Linked DNA regions of Mus musculus: all the other regions are linked to region 2. Evidence: chromatin contacts called from public HiChIP or PLAC-seq data. All regions are on one chromosome and are shown on one strand. Each heading gives the region's core, a stretch centred on a gene start, on an enhancer-like site or on the middle of the called end of the contact. The rest is flanking DNA. Distances are from core to core; before and after follow the strand shown. Region 1 has its middle 27 kb from the start of Klhl42. Region 2 has its middle 40 kb from the start of Gm15762. Region 3 overlaps Ppfibp1 (PTPRF interacting protein, binding protein 1 (liprin beta 1)).

Evidence for each region. HiChIP or PLAC-seq counts read pairs in DNA pulled down with a chosen protein or histone mark.
Region 1: a contact with region 2 is called in a FOXA1 HiChIP or PLAC-seq map of pancreatic cancer cells. The contact joins two enhancer-like sites. A contact is called at or near these places in 1 of 484 Hi-C or Micro-C datasets (reprogramming fibroblasts), 1 of 115 datasets of contacts at active chromatin or transcription factors (pancreatic cancer cells) and 1 of 9 other capture datasets (embryonic stem cells).
Region 3: a contact with region 2 is called in a FOXA1 HiChIP or PLAC-seq map of pancreatic cancer cells. The contact joins two enhancer-like sites. A contact is called at or near these places in 2 of 39 promoter capture datasets (embryonic stem cells and hippocampal neurons), 1 of 484 Hi-C or Micro-C datasets (embryonic fibroblasts) and 1 of 115 datasets of contacts at active chromatin or transcription factors (pancreatic cancer cells).

The regions. Positions count from the first base shown.
Region 1 is chr6:147,116,629-147,120,241 of GRCm38.p6, forward strand. No RefSeq gene overlaps it. Among named protein-coding and RNA genes, the nearest start is that of Klhl42, 27 kb to the left of the region's middle. Within about 2 kb of position 1,338, at least 36 of the 459 cell types and tissues checked have an H3K27ac peak or open chromatin away from gene starts, as enhancers often do. A contact at or near this core is called in pancreatic cancer cells, where this site is marked.
Region 2 is chr6:147,758,474-147,761,718 of GRCm38.p6, forward strand. No RefSeq gene overlaps it. Among named protein-coding and RNA genes, the nearest start is that of Gm15762, 40 kb to the left of the region's middle. Within about 2 kb of position 1,803, at least 44 of the 459 cell types and tissues checked have an H3K27ac peak or open chromatin away from gene starts, as enhancers often do. A contact at or near this core is called in embryonic fibroblasts and pancreatic cancer cells, where this site is marked.
Region 3 is chr6:146,943,537-146,946,744 of GRCm38.p6, forward strand. The region is part of intron 2 of Ppfibp1 (PTPRF interacting protein, binding protein 1 (liprin beta 1)); the gene reads left to right. Among named protein-coding and RNA genes, the nearest start is that of 1700034J05Rik, 9.3 kb to the right of the region's middle. Within about 2 kb of position 1,600, at least 52 of the 459 cell types and tissues checked have an H3K27ac peak or open chromatin away from gene starts, as enhancers often do. A contact at or near this core is called in embryonic fibroblasts and pancreatic cancer cells, where this site is marked.

The DNA.
Region 1 (3,613 bases), core at 88-2,587, 640 kb before region 2:
TCACAGTTCCTACCTAAAACTGTAATTTTATAAACTTTGAAGTGGATCAGCTCCGGAGAAAACCTGCTAGCGCTCCAGAAAGCCTTTAAACGGTATCGCCAGTATTCTCGGCCACCTAGCGGTAAAAATCTGAACTGCAAACCTTGTGCCTGTCTTGGGACGCTACTCTAAACCATGGTTGAGGGAGCTGGCCAGCAAATTCCAGCCTCCTAGCCACAGTGGCCATGTGTGGTCGACTGTGGCTCCGTCATTCCTCTAGGGGGTTTGAGAGACCCAGAGAATCTCGACTACTTATGATTGCTTTTGTGGCTGGAATGAACATAGCTCATTCCTTTAGAGTCATGTGTGCCAGAAAAATAGGGTTCTCTCTATAAAACTAGGTTCAGTATGTTTTCCAGTTTGAGAATAGATAGATGTATATGAATCCTTCTGTTCTTCCTCCTCCTTCTCCCCCTCCTCTCCCGCCTTTCCTGTCATACCCCTTTTCTTTCTCTTTCTTTTTCTTTCTTTCTCTTTCTTTCTCTCTTTCTCTTTCTCTCTCTGTCTGTCTGTCTGGTAAATATTCTGAAGAAGCAATTTAAGGATATGATGTGGCTTCATCACAACAGCTAGCAGGAACGTGAGGCTGACTTTGCATGTCTCAGGATCTGGAATCTCTCTCTCTCTCTCTCTCTCTCTCTCTCTCTCTCTCTCTCTCTCTCTCTCTCTCTCATTTGTTTTGTTTTTGTTTTTGACCAGAACCCCACCCCAGCCTGTGGGATGTTCACCTACATTAACAGGATTAATTTTAATTTTAGCTAATTTTTTTCTGTTTCTCAGTTAATCCTCTCTGGAAACCCTCTTACAAACAAATTCATTGATGCCCTAACAGCCTTTTCATTTAGTTGAGCTGGCATAAAACTTGCCCATGATAGAACTGAGGAAACAAAGCACTGAATAGCTCTGTTACCACCAGAAATCTTACACAGATGAACAGAAACCATAAGAATCATGTGAGAAGAGCCCAACCAAATGCTTCAGATGATGTAAATCCCCATTTCCAGCTCTGGTCAAGCGGTACTGTGATGGTCTAGATATTGTTCTCTGGTCATGAACAAACTTGACTGTGGACATTGGCAAGCTCTCCCAGCCTCAGTTTCTCTACTCTTAAAACTGGATAGTATCCGGAGTGCAGTGAAATGAACTAACTACTGTGGGTGAGAGCGCGGTTTTGGAGCGGAGGTGAGGTGGCGTTGTTTCCTTGGTTCCTCTGTTTGGAGGCACTTGATACCTCTGGAGCATGCGTCCACAACACCACCTGGGTGCATGAGCTCAGCCTTGAGTCACAGGACAGATCAACTCTGTGTGATTCACCTTCCTGGGGCTCCTTAGTCATCTACACTGGTCCAGACAAGGCTGCCCCAGCTGGGACTGCTCAAGCTTTGCTTTGAGTCAGGTTGTGCTATTTACTGATAGTCTTCCCGAGATGTGTGGTGTTTGTGTATGGACCTGTGGTGTGGCCAAGGTAACACACATGTTCTGGGGAAAGTTGTGAATTGCTACAGAGACCTGGAAACTGCTGTTCAGCTTGGAGGGAACTGAACTTTTGGGTTGCTCTGAAAGTGCTCTCCAACATCATCTGCCCTTGCCACTGGAACATCAGGGATGCTCGCCAGCCATGAAGAGAAACTTCAGTGGGGCCTTAACACTTTCCCTAAACATTAGACATTTTGGTAATAATGGCAGCCACAGTCATAGCTGTAAGTCATTGCTGTTTCTGTGCTGGTGGTGAATTCCCATTATGTAAATTTGACTTATGATTCGAACAAGCATCAAAGTTACAAATTAGAGGTACTCTTTTATTTTCTGAAGAAGGAATGTTGAATTTACAATTATTAACTGTGCTTACCAACAGGTATTACTGTGACATTTCCACATAAGCACATGGGCTTTGGTCTTAGCCTCCCCCCCCCCCCCGTTCCCTTGTTCTTTTGTAATCACCTACACTCAACATTTTGTTTGATTTTAAATCTGGTTTGTACGCATGACAGGAAGCAGTGATGCTTGTCTTTCTCAGGACACTAGATTCTTCTGTCAACCCATGGTATCCAAGGAGATCCCTGCCACATCACACAGTCCTCGGACTCTCAGGTTTGTGAGTAAAATGTCTTAGAACCTGCACACATCCTCCTGAATAATTTAAACCATCTCTAGATGCTAGTGACCCCCAAAGAAGGAAGGAGATGCACAGTCATTACACTGTCATCTAGGGGTAGTGTGGAGATACTCAGTTGTTACACTGCCATCTAAGGGTAGGGTGGAGATACTCAGTTGTTACACTGTCATCTAGGGGTAGGGTGGAGATACTCAGTTGTTACATTGTCATCCAGGGGTAGGGTGGAGATACTCAGTTGTTACACTGTCATCTAGGGGTAGGGTAGAGATACTCAGTTGTTACATTGTCATCCAGGGGTAGGGTGGAGATACTCAGTTGTTACACTGTCATCCAGGGGTAGGGTAGAGATACTCAGTTGTTACACTGTCATCCAGGGGTAGGGTGGAGATACTCAGTTGTTACACTGTCATCTAGGGGTAGGGTAGAGATACTCAGTTGTTACACTGTCATCTAAGGGTAGGGTGGAGATACTCAGTTGTTACACTGTCATCTAAGGGTAGGGTAGAGATACTCAGTTGTTACACTGTCATCTAAGGGTAGGGTAGAGATACTCAGTTGTTACACTGTCATCTAAGGGTAGGGTGGAGATACTCAGTTGTTACACTGTCATCTAAGGGTAGGGTGGAGATACTCAGTTGTTACACTGTCATCTAAGGGTAGGGTGGAGATACTCAGTTGTTACACTGTCATCTAAGGGTAGGGTGGAGATACTCAGTTGTTACACTGTCATCTAAGGGTAGGGTGGAGATACTCAGTTGTTACACTGTCATCTAAGGGTAGGGTGGAGATACTCAGTTGTTACACTGTCATCTAAGAGTAGGGTGGAGATACTCAGTTGTTACACTGTCATCTAAGGGTAGGGTGGAGATACTCAGTTGTTACACTGTCATCTAAGGGTAGGGTGGAGATACTCAGTTGTTACACTGTCATCTAAGGGTAAGGTAGAGATACTCAGTTGTTACACTGTCATCTAAGGGTAGGGTGGGATAAGGAAGAGTATATACAGGTTCAGTAGAGATGAATAATTTTTATTTAGGATCTTTTTTATTTGTAGTGATAGATGAATGTGGAATCTACAAGTGCAAAGGACCGAGGGTACACTGTGGTGAAAGTCTTAGTTAATGCAATCAGGTACCCCACCCACCCCCTTCATGCTCAGCACTGTCCTAGTCTGGCTGATAGACTACAAAGATAATATATTCTTGAAATGCCCATACCACTGCCTTCAGGAGATAGCCACTGCGCACATAGTAGCCAGTGGCTATGAAGTCTTCCATCTGACAACAGGGTCAGAGCCAAGCATTGTAGAGAGTGAGAAGTCAGGCTCTAGAGATGGCCTGGGACTTTCTAGAATAGCTGAATGCTTATATGAAAACATATTTTAAAAATACAACTCCTCCTTCCCAGTGTAACTGTGGTTGGAACTGGACTACAGTTGGAGGAGAGCTTGCCTGCCAC
Region 2 (3,245 bases), core at 553-3,052:
CTCACTGAGAAACATCTAGAAGGCTGTCACTATGAATATCCAGTTTTAGAAATAAGCTTGTAGGAACTGTGTCCTCCCTGAAGGCTCGTCCAGTGTGATCACATTTGGAGACAGGTCTTCAGTGAGGGAATTATGGTTGAATGAGGTCATGAGTGGTGGGACCTAGTCCAGTAGCACTAGTGTTTTTATAAGAGGAACAGGGTGGGGGTAGGGATATGGCTCACTGAATAAAGTACTTGCTGTGCTGGTATGCATCAGACACATACACAAACAGTAGACTGGTCTCCTTTCTGTCCATCTCTTGTGTCCAGGGAGGATAATGCTGGTGGTCACCCACAGGTCAGAGAGAGACCACAGCACCTTCACTTTGGACTTACAGCATGATGTGTTCTTCTTGGAGCCACACACCCAGAGGTATTGTGATGTAGACAGAGTTAGCATACACCTCAGGGATCCCTTTAACAGAGATCCCTTCAACCTTTGATCCCCAGTGTGCAAGTCCACCTTCATGTTCCCTCCATTCAACTCACCCTGTCTGGATTTGCCCTCTCTTCCATGAGACCAGATCATCTGTTCACACATGATGCAGGACTGGGTTGCCTACTCAAAATAGCAGCTCAGTGTCTTCTTGCTTGACAGAGCATCTTGCAAAAGCTATCTTCATAATAGCTTTTATGTAGGTCTTCATAAACCAGACCTACAGCTCAACTCCTCTTCCATGTACTGCTGTAACCTAGCCCAAACTAGGCATCAATCATCCCCAACTACCTGTTTCTCCGTCTTCCAGGCCCTTAAGGAGAAGTGAGGAAGCAGCTCATTTGTCTCCTACCCCCACCTCCGCACCCTCCCCACCTGCATTGTCTGGCCCAAACAGAATGTAACACATTTTAACAGATGCAAAGACACTCAATGTAGTATAGCTTATTACACCTGGAAGAGAAATTTGCATATTACATCCGACATTCCAGAGAGTAGGATTCATTTAAGACATGAATCTTCCCACAAGGAACTTAAAGCTTATTTAGGGAGGTCAGACATACACTTGAAAACTGTGGTGAAACGTATTTCTGGATCTCACAGGTACTCATTGCCCAGTTTCTAAAAACTGGCCGTACAAATTTTCCACTAGCTTGGAAGGAATATCCACCCACTGCACCGAATCTACTTGCATGTTTACGGTTATGGGAGGTGCAGGTACAGCCTGGGAGAAGGTCTTGTTCCCAGGAGATAAGCTGCGTTTATGATTGAAAGGAAGGGAGTGAGCACACTGGTCTTCCTGGCACCAGAAGCGAGCCGGTGAGAAACAAGGATATTTTTATTAATGTTCAAGCCACTTTGGATGAATGGTCATAACTGATGATGACAATTATTATTTATTAAAGCTTATAGTCCATAAAAGTAAATGGCTTTCCCTCCTTAGTGTGTGGCTGAGTAGGGTGGTTATGGCCTTTGATGGAGAAGGTCTCTGACTTGGTTTGGGGTTTCTGACCTCTGAAATGATTTCAGTGTTACATTGCTGTGCTATGTAGGGACCTAGAAGAATCCAGAGATGACTGAGGTTGAGATGCCAGGGGACAGCCCATTAGAAAGTGTAGCAAGGGGCTGCTGCACACAGAAGTATCAGGAAAAGCCCCTATGATCCAGGTCCTGGAGGACACACACACACACACACACACACACACACACACATATATATGAAAAGAAAAAAAAAACCAAATGAGTCACTTAAGACCCCACTTTGCAAGGCTGACTTTCCTAATTGTCACAACTGACTTTCTTATCAAGTTACTAGGTGACTCAGCTCTGAGAACTCTCCTTCCTGCCCTGCCCAGATCCCTCCCACTGGAGGGGACTTGGTCACAGCAAGAGAATGGGGCAGTGAGAGGAGATGATGTGCCCCTTCCTGTGATTGCTCTAGTATTTTTCTGGGCTGTGTTTGCCTTGGCAGTTTTCATAACAGCAGAAGAGAGCTGGGGTACATCTCTCTCAAAGGCCGTCCTTGAGTGCAAAGGACACACGGTTTCAGTTGGCTGAGCCTGGGAAGTTGGTATTAAACAAGACCACAATTGGGCAGAAAGAGTGAAACACTCTTTGGATATAAAACTTAACAGAGTACTTACTGTCTGTAATAAAGATAAAAGATATATTCTATGTTCCTAGTACAATGTTTAAGCTAGTATAAAAACCCACAAGGCAGAACATTTAATAATTTCAATTGAGGAGAGATAGTACTGTTTGTCTCATAAGAGCTTCCCAGTGAACTGGGAACAAGTATGCTCTACACAGATGTATCTTGCTTTCAGTTGTAGAGTTTCATGATATCTTGCGTGGTTCAAATACAGAGCAGCGTTTCCCTGTGTGTGTGCCAGGGACACATTTTCCTATAGCCCTCAGACTTTCCTGACCACAATGGCATTGAAGCTTAGCAATCTGTTTACCTTTAGAAGAGGGCTGTGAGTGGAGAGATTTCCTACCAAAGAGGGCTAGGCAGGCCTTGACACACATGGATAACATGCCATCAATTGTCCCCTGGAGGGCATCAAACATGACCCTGGGGAGTGCATAGCATGGGAGGTTCAGATGGGTTTAGATGCTGAGCAAAAGGTGGATTTGGAATGACAACCTCAGAGCCTTTGATCAATGACACAGGCTCCTGGACAAGCACTGTACTTCATCATTAAAGATACTTTCTATGAAATCAAAGAAAATCAAACCTGTCATCACTTAAAACCTCACATTATAAAGTTTCTGTGTATATATGTGGCATGTATGTGTAGTTATGTGTTACATTTGTGTGTCATGTGAATATGGTATTCGTATTATATGTGATTTATATATGTATTAATAGGTATGGGTTTGTGTGCTGTAGGTGTGTGTTGCTTGTGTGTTATATGTATGTGTTGTGTGTATATGTGTGTGTTGTGTGTGTTGTGTCATATTTATGTGCTGCATGTGTATATGTGTTTATATACATATGTATGTGTATATATTGTGCAGATGTGTGTGATGCCTATTTGCCTAAGGGGGGATTCCAATCATCTTCTTCCACCATCTCTCCTGACTTGAACCAAAGCCTCAATGGAGTAGAAGTTCATCCTTTTGGCCAGCTTGGATGTCAGAAAGCCTCCAGAATTTGCTTGTCCACACTCCCAGAGGCATATACAGCCATTTCTACATTTTTATGTGGATTTTAACTCAGAGCCTTATGCTTGCACAGGAAGCACTCCTACCCACTGAGTCATCCC
Region 3 (3,208 bases), core at 350-2,849, 820 kb before region 2:
TGAGTATTGATGTAGTAGCATCCTGTGCCTAAGAGCACAGGTAATGCCTTTGTCCCTCCTCTATGATATCGATTCTTGCTTTCTTGGCTGGGGGTAGTCTGTTGTACCTGGTTATACCACTTTTGGGGGTGGCCGGAGCCATTTGTAAGAATGAGGTGAAGCCCCCTGTCTAGCTATGTCTTTGCCTTCTCTTAAATGGTTTAAGAATGGCTGTAACATGGGATGGCTTCCACCCATACAGGCCTGCCTGTGTGTCCATATAGCACTTTGCTGTGAGCCTGCAATTTGCAGCCTCTGATAGAGTATAGCCCCTGACATAGTGTCAATCCTGTCTCCCCCCGCCCCCTCAGGAAAGCATATCCCATGACTATGTCCTATCTGCCCTTTTCTTTATAACCCCCTTGCACTCACTGTCACTCTGTTCCTTAGAATTGACATGTCTATTTCCTGACTTTTTTTTTTGTGGAGTGAGCATAATTAATATGAAATACATTTTACCAAAACAACAATAAAAAACAAAAGTAAAGATCTCATGTCTTTAACATGAAGTGTTTCTAAAGTTTTTTTTTTTTTAAAGATTTATTTATTTCATTTACATGAGTGCACTGTAGCTGTCTCCAGACACAGGAGGGCATCAGATCCCATTACAGATGGTTGTGAGCCACCATGTGGTTGTTTGGAATTGAACTTAGAACCATCTCTCCAGCCCTTAGAATTTCTTGAGAGTGGTGCTAAGGATTGGATTTTAGAATATTTAGGATTATAGATTTTTGTGTTGGGAATAATCCATTGCTTTCTGTGTGACAGGTATCAAATGTGAATTTCTTTTTCTCTCCCTCCCTTGCCTTCCTTCCTTTCTTCCCCCCTCCCTCCTCCCCTCCCTCCCTTCTTCTTTCCTTCCTTTTTCCCTCCCTTTCTTCCTTTGGAGGTGATTGGTCCCCACATCAGGGTTCCAGTAAGCCAAGGCCTTCCATTGCTTCAGAAGTACAAAAATAGAGAATAGATTTAAGTGGGTTTGTAAATCCCCCCCATTTAGCCCAGTTCATACATCTGTGCATCATGATCCAAGGACAGAGACTCTGCCTGCTGTGTGCACATTTTACTTTCAGGAGGTATTTGTAGAAATTATGGAAGCTTTGAGTTTGTGGTATATAATCCATTGCTAACTATAGTACAATAATGTCCTCCCTGTTTACATTTGTACCCAAATTCAAATTGTCATGGCACTGTCAGATATGCTTGTCTGTGTGGATTTTACTTTATATCTTCTCTCTGTAGTAGTAATTCTGGCTTGGCCTTAGAGTGTTATCGGGCATTTGGCACTGTGATATGCAGATTTTAGAGGAAAAGGTCAGCAGCTGTCTTTCTGGGCTATTCTGGGCATTTTGTACTATATTTACTTGGGACCTAACTTTTCTGACCCTTGTTTTTTGGTACCTACCCCTGCCGTGGCCTCTCAGCTTGCTTGGAAGCTTTTCAGTCATTGTGTGCATGGATGGCAGTTTTGTTCAACAAATGAGCATTCGACTTAGAGCAGAGCTAGGACATAGGGCAGAAGCCTCCACTAATGTCCCTCATTTTGAGCATGGGATTCCTGAATGACGCAAGGAAGCCAGATTCCTGTGCCTGGGCATTGAAATTGTTTACTCTTGGAGGAGGTTAGCTCTGTCCAGGAGTCATGTGGCTTCTGAGGCATTCTTAAAGGTTTTGTTTAGCTTAGTGGAATCTGAGTTGCCTTATTCTTCATAATTTTTGAAAACCGTACAATGTATATTTGCTTAGACAAGTGAGACCTTGAATTGTTCTAGGAAAATTCATTGTGTTAGAACTGGCTGCCAAAGGCAGAAGGTGTCAAGGGATTCAACAAAGACTCAGCTCCAGGACTGTGCAGAAACACAGTTATTAGTGACTTATGCATGGAAGTGTACCTAAGGTAGGTCCTCATATCATGAGACAGAAAGACGTTTATATGATAAACTAGGCAAAGGGAGCCATGGGCAACTGGAATGCATCTGGGCTTTTTCAACAAGAAAAACCAGTTGTAGAGGAGCCAGGCATGGTAGTGCATGCCTGTAATTCTAACACGTGGGAGGCCGAGGCAGGGGGATAGTGAGCATGTGGCCAGACTGGCTTACAGAGTAAGACTCTGTCTCAAAACAACAACAAAACCCTGTTACTGGGCTGTGTGTGCAGTCCAGGTTTTACCTAGTGTACACAAGGCCCTGTTTGGTTCCCAGCTCTGCAAAGAAAAAGATATATATTAAAATTATATATAATATAATATATTACATATATTAGTATTATAAGGTCACTTCAGAAGCAGAGTATGTGTCAATGGCTGGCACCAAAAGCTTATCTGAGGTTTTTTGTTTTTTGGGTTTTGAGGCTGGGATAAGTCCTCAAATTAACACATTTCCAGCCTCAGCTTCCTTCATTGCTGGATTGCAGGTGTATGCCATGTTGCCTGCTTGACCAATTATCTTTTTAGAATTTTTTTTAAAAGATTTATGTTTATTTCTTGTATGTGAATGCTTTGCCTTTGTGTATATATGTATGCACACCACACGTATGCCTGGCGCCCATAGAGGTCAGAAGAGGGCTTTAGATACCCTGGAAGTGGAGTTACAGGTGGTTGTGAGCTGGGAACGGAACCTGAGTCCTCTGTAGTTCCTTGGCCAGTTATCTTAGTGACTCTGCTGATTCTGAGGAGCCTGGATGCATGCAAAGGTCTCCTGGAAAGCAGAATAGACACCTTCGTGTCAAACTGGGTCCTTGCTGTGCTATGTATTGGTTTTGCCTGAGTCCGACACTGAACAGCCCTTTCAGAGCCCTTTCACCCACACTGGGGCTCCTGTGTGTCTGGGAAAGGTTAACACCCAAGCTCCAAGCAGGAAATGATAAGAATGGCAGGCCTTCAGTCATTGGCCTTCTCACAGGAGAAGACAGCACGCACCCCTAACCCACAGCAACCCCCTGGGTCTGGTGGCTCTCCTTTGTAAGGCTGAGTGATCCAGAAAGGCTGAGATAGCAAACTGGGGCCCAAGAGTAGTGCAGGCTCTGGGGGCTGGGTGTTGTTTCCTGAGATAGCACTGAAAAGGGAAAAAAGTGTCTGTGGTGGGACTCTGCTCTCCGGACTCCTGTCTCTTGTCACCTCATGAGTGATGCTCTGTAAAGTTGGCATGAACCTGAAGTAACTGGGTATTTTTCC